2 separate regions of the Rattus norvegicus genome follow, and region 2 is linked to region 1. The links are chromatin contacts, called in public Hi-C maps. All regions are on one chromosome and are shown on one strand. Each heading gives the region's core, a stretch centred on a gene start, on an enhancer-like site or on the middle of the called end of the contact. The rest is flanking DNA. Distances are from core to core; before and after follow the strand shown.

Evidence for each region. Hi-C and Micro-C count contacts between places; a contact is called where the count stands out from the background.
Region 2: a contact with region 1 is called in a Hi-C map of kidney, with 2.7 times the contacts expected there. The contact joins the enhancer-like site here to the promoter of Rfc1 in region 1. A contact is called at or near these places in 3 of 12 Hi-C or Micro-C datasets (kidney and liver).

What each region holds. Positions count from the first base shown.
Region 1 is chr14:43,317,786-43,322,813 of GRCr8, forward strand. Rfc1 (replication factor C subunit 1) reads left to right here and starts at 2,213. Exons shown (of 25, transcript NM_053547.1): 1 at 2,213-2,298. The coding sequence starts at 2,296.
Region 2 is chr14:43,372,224-43,377,251 of GRCr8, forward strand. Rfc1 (replication factor C subunit 1) reads left to right here. Exons shown (of 25, transcript NM_053547.1): 11 at 1,497-1,676; 12 at 4,563-4,667; 13 at 5,011-5,028. Among named protein-coding and RNA genes, the nearest start is that of Rfc1, 55 kb to the left of the region's middle. Within about 2 kb of position 2,533, at least 10 of the 93 cell types and tissues checked have an H3K27ac peak or open chromatin away from gene starts, as enhancers often do. A contact at or near this core is called in kidney and liver, where this site is marked.

The DNA of each region.
Region 1 (5,028 bases), core at 963-3,462:
TTTTTTTCCGGAGCTGGGGACCGAACCCAGGGCCTTGCGCTTCCTAGGTAAGCGCTCTACCACTGAGCTAAATCCCCAGCCCCTCTTCCAGAGGTCTTGAGTTCAATCCCCAGCAACCACATGGTGGCTCACAACCATGTGTGATGGGATCTGATGCCCCTTCTGGTATGTCTGAAGATAGATACAGTGTACTCATATATAAATAAAATGAATAAATAATTACTTCTCTATGGTCACGTGGTCACGTAACCATTACACAGTAGAGCAGTAACAGAATGACTGCCACAGAGGGACCCACGCGCAGGGAAGCCCTTCTCACCAGTGACAGTTCACATGTTTCTAAGTTGGGGATTACTATTGTTGGTGAATTTTAACTTGGAACAGTGCAAAGGTGCATGTGGGGTACATGTTACAAAAAATGCGGGGTGTGCTGTTGACCTTTAATCCCAGACTTGGAGAAGCAGAGGCAGGTGAATCCATATTGAGTTCAAGGCTAGCCAGGAATACACAGGGAAATCCTGTCTATAAAAAAAAAAAAAAAAATAAGGGGTTGGGGATTTAGCTCAGTGGTAGAGCGCTTGACTAGCAAGTGCAAGGCCCTGGGTTCAGTCCCCACCTCCGAAAAAAGAGGAAAAATAAATAAATAAATAAAATCCAAAATCAGGCTGGAGAGATGGCTCAGCAGTAAGAGCACTGACTGCTCTTCCAGAGGTCCTGAGTTCAAATCCCAGCAACCACATGGTGGCTCACAACCATCTGTAATGCGATCTGATGCCTTCTTCTGGTGTCTGAAGACAGCTACAGTGTACTTACATATAATAAATAAATAAATTTTAAAAAAAACCAAACCAAAATCATGTTGCGATAGACACCTAGTAAATAAAAACTCTTGGGGTTGGGGATTTAGCTCAGTGGTAGAGCGCTTGCCTAGCAAGCGCAAGGCCCTGGGTTCGGTCCCCAGCTCCGAAAAAAAAGAAAAGAAAAAAAAAACCAAAAAACTCTTGTATTCCTGAAGGCTTTATTGCCTTTCCCTGTAGATATGTGTCACAAAATGACAAGACCCAACAAGAAGTGGTTAGAAAAAGATTTCAAAGCCAAGGCCAAAGTTGGATACTGTCCTCGTCACTAAATTCTTTGATAATCTCATGTTTTCTCTTGAAGTTGTATGTGAATGTTACTTTCTATTCCACAACCAAGTTGCTTATTTACTCACAGGAAGCTTACTGGCCCATGTGAGTCCCCACCCCTGTAATCCCAGCAGCCGGGTGGTGGAGGCAGGCCTACTTCCTCCCTCCCTGCTGAGACTTGCTTATCCTAAATCTTTCCTGATTCTAGTTTTCCTGTGGGGGTGTATCTTGGTATGTAGTGGCTTCAAAGATTTCACTATTCTTTAAGTGACTGAATGAAGCTTTAGGAAGGAATTAAGGGGCTAGTTTTCTTAGCTTGGTAGTTTTAGAACAAAGCCATTGAGGCTGGGGTTTGCCCAGTCGGTTGCATGCATTCACAGTAGCTCTGAGTTTGATCCCTTGCATTGCGTAAACCAGGAATGTTGGCATATATCTGAAATTTCAGCACTTGGGAGGCAGTTAAAAAAATCAGTTTAAGGTCATCCTCAGCTACATAGTTTACCAGGATGGAATACATGATCTTCTGTCTCAGAAAACAGCTCCTCCCCAATAAACAAAAATATTCCTTTAATGTAAACAGTCCCTTAAATGCAAACATATAACCACGCGATGGAAGACAAGGGCTCCCCGAAAGCTCTTCTTTGACTACTACTCGTGGACTCCATCTCCAATAAATAAATATATAAAAAGTAAAAAAGAGGGGTTGGGGATTTAGCTCAGTGGTAGAACGCTTGCCTAGCAAGTGCAAGGCCCTGGGTTCGGTTCTCCGCTCTGGGGGAAAAGACAGTAAAAAAGACTCGTCCACTTCTGGCAGCCGCTACAGAGGACTGCCTTTGCAGCACGTGTACGGGGAGGGGAAGGAAGCCACCTGGGAACCCGCCTTAGAGGAAGTCAGTCTCAGATCCCAAACTGGGCGTCTCTGTTAGGATCGCTCACGTATTCAGTGTCTTACAGACTTAGCAACCCTCTTGTTGCCAAGGCTGTGCGCAACTCCCGCCTCGGGGCGGGGCCGCGGGGAGCGCGCCTCCGACGTCATCACCGCGCGCCGCCTGAGCGTCTGCTACTTCGCGGGAGAAGTTGTTGGCGCCAATGTATTCCGAGCGGCGATAACGGATACCCCTCCAGTCACGGGCCTGCCCACCTGCTCCTGTTCGGTCGTGGGGCTGCGATGGTGAGCCACCCGGGAGGCGGTGCAACTACAGAGACTTTGCAGGCGGGGTGTGAACGGGACGCCGCCGCGGTGCTGGGTGGGGAGGACCATGCAGAGTGCTCCGAGGGGCCCCGTTTAGGGTTCGGGGCGCACCAGGGACGCAGCGTGCAGGGATGTGGCTGCTACGCGGCACTTTCACACCCCACCTCCCGACTCTTCGGGGAAGGGAGGAAGAAGAATTTGGACGGGGCGTTAAAAGTTACTTTCGTGTCCAGCATTGTACCAAATCTCTGTTGGAATGCTTCCTTAAGTCGTGACTTCAAGCTTTGCGAGGAAGAATGTGACGCTTGCCTTTCTCAGGGAGAAGTTGCTCGGGCCTTCAGGTTTAATCAGCTTCCTGAAGTACGTCTCAGCCGTTTAGAGAGCTGATGACACAAGGAAGTTGTTTTACTTTGTTTAGAATAATTTATAGGACTTGAACGGATAACCTGGTTTACCAGGAATAAAAAACACGGACGTTATGTATTTGACAGTTGTCATCTCTTATCACCTGTTACAAAAAGTAGTTTTTTAAAAAAACCCTCTGTTCCAACTTCAATACATAATTCTGTGTAGTGAACATTAAATAGATCGAAAGTGAAATAGTCCTTGGCATAGGAGATAGTTACAAGTTTGAAATCATCTTTAACATACAGAACAACTGAAGATGTTGAGCTAATCCACAAGATATTTAACAATCACATATATAACACACACACACATAAGTATACATGTATATATACTTTTATTATTAAGCTTGTCAGAACACCAGCATTCAAGGGAGAAAAGTGTTATACCAAATTGGAAAAAATTTCAGCTCTGTTTTTAATTCTTGGGGAGAGAAGATAGTGATGGTAGCCACCGGGAGTCAGCCTTTTTATTTTCTGGATTATGTGTGAGTTGTTTGCTTTAAATACCTTCTAGAAATTCATCTGAAGTGTTGTTCTAACAAAGATTTATTCCTATTTTAGTCATGTGTGTCTCTGTGTTTGTGTATGCATACATGTGTTTGAGGGCCCATGTTGGCCAGAGGAGGGTGTCAGACCCTCTGGAGCTGGAGTTACAGGTGGTTTTGCATGGCTTGCTGTGGGTGTTATTTATGGAAGTCAGGACCTCTGCAATGAACGGTATGCACTGCTAACCACTGAACCATCTCTTCAGCCCCCAAGTTCATTAAATTTTTATTTAACTTGTAGTGTGTATATTTTGCCTGAATATATTTCTGTGAGTATACATGCCCGGTGCCATCAGAGGCCAGAAGAGGGTGTCGAACCCTTTGGAATTAGAGTTGAACTCATGTCCTCTGAAAGGCAGCAAGTACTCTAACCACTGAGACATCTCTCCAGTCATTCCTTTGCAGTTTATAGGTGGCGCATGCCTTTAATCACAGCAGTTGGGACACAGAGGCAGGCAGATCTCTATAGGTTCGAGGCCAGCCTGCTCTATTGAGTGAGTTCCGGTATAGTCAAGGCTACACAGAGAAATCCTGTTTGGAAAAACTTAAAAAAAAATTATGAGTGTTTTGTCTGCATGCATGTATGTGCTGCATATGCAGTCCTGGTCCCAAGAAGGTCAGAAGAGTACAGAACTGGAGTCATAGATGGGTGTGAACCATCATGTGAGTGATGGAAACTGAAGTCAGGTTCTTTGCAAGAGAACCAAGTGTTCCCACTCACTGAACCATATCTCAAACCTCCCAAGTTCATTTTGTTTTGTTTTTGTTTGTTTTATTTTTTGAGACAGGGTCTCTACGTAGTCCAGGCTGTTCTAGAGCTTACTATGTAGAGCAGGCTGGACTTGAACTCACAGCGATGTTTCTGCCTCTGCCTCCTGAGTACTGAGATTAAAGTCCCTTGCTTTCATGCTCAGCTCCAAGTTCATTTTGAAGGAGAATTTTGGGTAATAGTACCATGTATCAGGTCTTGAAATTAAAATGTTTATAGATTAGGCACATCTGAACTCATGATCCTCTTGCCTCAACTTGTAGGCCCTCCACAGTCAAGTTTTATAACAGTAAAGATACTTTTTAAACAGTTTGCCATACAACTAGTAGGTGGTTAAACTAGAGAACCTAGGCATTTTTGACCACTACATTATTCTGCCCCCCTAAAACGATCAGCGTTACATTTTGGAATTTAGGTATTTTGGTATTGTGGAAAGTTAATGAGATTTTGATGATGGAGTATGAGGTAAAGACTGTTTAATAGTTAATATTAGTATCTAGACCTGTACAAGTAAATTAACTTCTGTGACTCTCACACTTCCAAGTGCTAGATTACTGGTGTGAACTGGACCCCAGGAAGTAGCTTAATTTCTTGGTTTCTACTTGCAAAAAGGATGCAGTGAATGATAACTACCTCGAATAACTTAACGTTAAAAATATTTATTTACGGGCTGGGGATTTAGCTCAGTGGTAGAGCGCTTACCTAGGAAGCGCAAGGCCCTGGGTTCGGTCCCCAGCTCCGAAAAAAAAGAACCAAAAAAAAAAAAATTTATTTACTATATGTGTATAAGTGTGTGATGGCATAGTTGTAGAGGACCTAGGTTCCGTTTCTAGAACCCATATGATAGCTTATAGCAACCTGGACCTCTTAAGTTAATTAAAAAAGTTTAAATACACACACACACACACACACACACACACACACACACACACACACACACACTTTTATGTGTTTAAGGGTTTGCATGCATGCATGTATACCATGTATG
Region 2 (5,028 bases), core at 1,283-3,782, 55 kb after region 1:
GTGGAGGGAGAACTGTCATCTAAGAAACCCTGGCTGCCAAGTGGAGGGCCTTATCACAGTTCTTTATGAAATGGACCGTGAAAACCAAAGTGGGCCTGATGAGTAGCAGGCACAGACAGACGTGAGAAAGTCTGATGGGTGGCATCAGAGTAGTGCAAGCAAGAACAGGTGTTCTTGTCTTTTTAGATTATATTAAAGGCAGGTTTACTGGGACGCTGTGAGCTCATTGGCCCCAAGGATTGAGGCCAGGGGAGTCACCACAGGGAGAGGGAAGGTGGGGGAAGAGAAAGAAAGGGCGTCCACTCATGCAGGCACAGAGAAAGAAGAGAAGGGAGTGAGAAAGGGTGTTCTTAGGATGAGTGATTGTTATGGTCCATCATGTCATGGAAGTTCCAACAAAGAGAAGACAGATGCAATCTTGTCCATTGCCCAAGTAAAACGAGTAGTGGTCCTTGCTGACCTCAGCAAGAACAGGATGAGTAGAACAGTGGAGACACTGATGCAGTGACTGGAGGGAGCAGGGGCTGTCTCTGACTCTTCTGTCAGATTTTGGGACCTTTTTCCTCGTACTGAGTTGCCTGGTCCAGCCTTAATATAAGGCTAAAAATATTAATAATATAAATATTAACATATTGCCTATCTGCAACTTGATATGGCATATTTGGTTGATACCCTTGGGAGGCCTGCCATTTTCTGAAGATAAAGGAGGATGGACAGGGGAGGTAGAACACTCAGGACACAGGAGGTTGGCTTTGAAATGCAGGAGCTTCGTTATGTGGAGGGGACTGATCAGGCCGATGCTGGGGTATGTGTCGAGCTTTGTTTAACTTCTTTTCAAAACTTTCCTCTTTTACCAATCTCAGTTCTGGTCAGAGTAATAAGGAGCACAGCATATCGTGTACTCCTTATGTAATCTGTTTGGGTGTCTAATTTAGCTGATTTATTATAAAAACTAAAAATTTGTCACCTTAGAGAGTTGCAGTTCAGACTTAGGAGGAAAGAAGCCTGGTCAGCTCTTAGATTAGCTGTTATCTTTCCAGGGGGCGTGGGTGATGCATTCCTACCTTTATGTTTCTAGCAGTTTCTCTGCTTTTCTCTCAGAGGGAGTGGGGAGAGCTCATACTAGATAAGCTTTCCAGAAGCAAAGCTGGCTTCAGCCGCAGCAGCAGGCGTCAGTGGGCTGGGTACATTTGATTGTTTACTTAGAGGTGCAGAACTAATCACTGATTTAAATGTGGAAAGTGGAGAAGGGCACTAGCAGGCAATTTGAATGTTTGCCAACAGTATGTTCTCTTTGTTCTTTTGATATCTGTTCAAAGTTAGCTATGTAAGGAGTTCAACAGGATTCACCCCAGGGTTCACTGAAGCTCCATTGTAATTTCCTAGCCAGGTTTCCTGCTGGGGTTGTTATGATGGCTGGTGCCTCGGCTGCCACTGTTCCTTTGGAAAAAGCGTCCTTACAATTTCTTCTCTGCTCCATTCTCTCGGTTTTGTAGGGAGCTGAAAACTGCTTGGAGGGCCTGACGTTCGTGATCACCGGAGTGCTGGAGTCCATCGAACGAGAAGAAGCCAAGTCTCTAATTGAACGTTATGGGGGGAAAGTAACAGGAAACGTGAGCAAGAAAACCAGCTACCTCGTCATGGGCCGGGACAGCGGGCAGTCCAAGAGTGACAAGGTGGGTTCCGCTACCTCTTCTCACAGGGCCTGCCTGCTGCAGTATGGCAGTGTGACTGCGGTACTGCCCTGGCCTTCACCCTACAGATTTGTCTTCTCTGCATCCCACATGCTGTGTTGTCTGCTGGGACTACTGTAGTAGTTTACTTCAAGGTGAAGTTTGGTTCAAGCAGTTTGGTTACTCAGTTGGAAACATAGTTGCAGTTTACTTGACTTTATATATTCTAATTTAAAACTTAAAATTTTTTAACATACAAACTTAGTTTCTTTTTTTTTAAGTTCTGAGTTTTCTGATACATACCGCTATAGATCCTATCTTACCGTTTCATTACTGGAAGTGTGAGGAAGAAGCAGGTCAGTAGTAGAGTTATACGATACCTGACTAATTGGTTTAACTTGCCCTGACAAGGTGGTAGTCACTGGCTAGGATGTTTCAGCAGCTCAGGAGCTTAACCCAGAGAGTCCCAGCCACAACCTCTGTCAGCCTTATGGGCATCAAGCCTGGCCTTGTGCTTGTGAGGTAGCTGTCTGCCAGGCAGGAAATAGAGCATTGGGGATGGTCATTATAGCTGGGATGGGTCTTACAGGCTCTGTCCCAGCAGCATTCCAGGATGCTGCCTCATTGATTGACATGGCTTCTGATTGGGGGTGCTGCTCCAAGTCAGTATCCCTCAGAGATGGACATACTGAGTCCTGCTAGCCAGAGGGTATGGAAATGATTGCCACACGAGTCAGTCGTAAGAGGGCATGGAACAGCTGGACTTTGGTTCTCCTGACTTTGTTCCTTCCTAGGGAGCAAAGGTAAAGAGAGCCACAGAAGTAATGATGCCACACCACTCTGGTCTGCACTCACTCGTGCTGGCTAGTTTATGTCAGTTCAAACTAGAGTCATTCTGTAAGAGGGAGCCTCAGTTGAGAAATGCCCCACTAGATATGCCTGAGGTGCATTTTCTTGATTGATGACTGATGTGGGAGGGCCCTGCTCACTGGGGGTGGTGCTCACTCTCACCTCAGGGCTGTTGGTCCTGGGACTATAAGAAAGCAGATTGAGCAAGCTGTGAGAGGAAAGCCAGTAAGCAGCCGTCCTCTATCAGTTTCTGCCTTGAGGTTCCTGCCCTGTTTGAGCTCCTGTCTTTCTCCCTTTTCTCAGTGACATACTTTAAGCAAGTTCCTTAAGTTGCTTTTGGTTATGTGTTTTCTCATAGTAGGAACTGTAACTAAAATGCCATTTTTTTTTTTTAAAGAATTTATTTATTATTTTATTTATCTGAGTACACCATCACTGATACATCAGAAGAGGGCATTGAATCCCATTACAGATGGGCATTATGTGGGTGCTAGGAATTGAACTCAGGACCTCTGAAAGAGCAGTCAGTGCTCTTAACCGCTGAATCATCTCGCCAGCCCTAAAATACCATCTTTAAGGAGCTTGCTTATTTGTCTGTCTGTCTGTCTGTCTGTCTGTCTGTCTGTCTGTCTGTCTGTGCTAGACATTGAACCCAGACCATGTACATGCTAGATACACTGAAATACATCTTTAATCCTTCATTCCTTGAGGAAAAGGATCTTGCCACATTGCTTAAGCTGGTCTTAAACTCTTGGATCCTTCTACCTGTTTCCTTCGTCCTGGTATTATAGGAATGTAGTGCCATGGCTGATCTTCTCCTCTCTCTCTCCTATCTAAATTCTTTGCCACGTTGTTGCTTCATAGTTCAAGTAGGTCTCAAAATCTGTATTTCCTTGCCTTTCAATCATTTCTCTCTCTCTCTCTCTTTCTGTGTGTGTGTGTGTGTGTGTGTGTGTGTGTGTGTGTGTGTGTGCGTGTGTGTGCGTGTACGCGCGCGCGTGCGTGCGTGTGCTGGAGCAATGGGCAGAAGAGGATGTTACTTATCTTTTTCTGTTACTCTCCACCTTATTCCTTTGAGATAGTCTTACTGAACCTGGGCCAAGGCCAGTGTCCAGGAAGCCACCTCTGTCTCCACCTTGGTAGAGCTGCAGTTAGAAGTACATACACAGCTGTACCCAGCTTTTGATGTAGGCACTGGGGATTTGATTTCAGGTTCTTTCGCTTGTGTACCCAGCACTCTTAGCCACTGAGCCACATCCTTAGTCCCATTTCTTTTTAATGGTTGTTTTTAAACGGTAAAGAATTTGCAAATGTGTTGTGTAGTGGCATTACCCTGTCTATCTCATAGGAGCGTTTGTGCAGTGAGAATAGCCCTTCTGAAGCCGGAGCGCCACAACGAACTTAGTGCTTTCAGTATTGATTATTTATTTATTTACATTTTCCCCTTTTTGTTTGTTTTTTTGTTTTGTTTTTTTGATCTCTGTGTAGCCCTGCTGTCCTGGAACAGCTCTGTAGATGTTGAACTCAGAGATCCACCTGCCTCTGCCTCCTAAGTGCTGGGATTAAAGGCCTGTGCCACCATCAACAGAGTTGAAACTAGGAAAACTAGCTTTATAACCTCTTTCATAATTCATATATCCATTACTGGATTTCATCTTTACTGATAATTTTGAGGTGATTTTTTTTTTCTTTTAAATTCCAGTGTTGGGGCTCAGCAGGTATGAGCACTTCTTGCTCTTGGAGAGAGCCTGGGTTCAATTCCCAGCACCCACATGGCACTTTCAACTGTCCATAATTCTAGTTCCAGGGGATCTGAAGTCCTCTTTGAGTACCAGGCATGCTCATGGTACACAGACATACATATGAGCAAAACACTTAAACATCCAAAGTAATAAAATAAATCTTAAAAATAATTAAAAGTAAATTACAGCATTACTTAGTTAACAGTGTGTTTCTTCATACTGTAGGCCTTAAAATGATTTTCTGCTACAGAAAGAACTGTTTCGATGCAGTTCTGATGACTTGTATTTCAATCAACAGGCAGCAGCTCTGGGAACAAAAATCCTTGATGAAGACGGCCTGTTGGATCTGATTCGAACTATGCCGGGCAAAAAATCCAAGTACGAAATCGCTGCTGAGGCTGAGGTGTGTAAGACAAGCTGGTTTATTGAAGGTGATGTATAGCGCCTCCCATCTCATGGCGACAGTGACAGACAGTGCTGCTGTCTAAAACTAATGAGGAGGCATTAAAAGAAGTTGTTGTTTACCTCATGACCCTATCTTTTTATTTTAAAAATGGTCACTGTGTTGGCTTTCTGGGCATGTTTCTGGGCATGGGCTGGGGGGTGGTGACTCCAGACACTGATCGTCCATTGTGACAGCAGCCTAGCTGCAGTAGCTCACTTGGCTATGTCAGTTTGCCTCTGGAGTATGTGTGGCAGGATAGAAATCTTTGGTATTTCATCAGGCTTTTTGATTTCCTCTTCAGATGAAGAAAGAAAAGTCC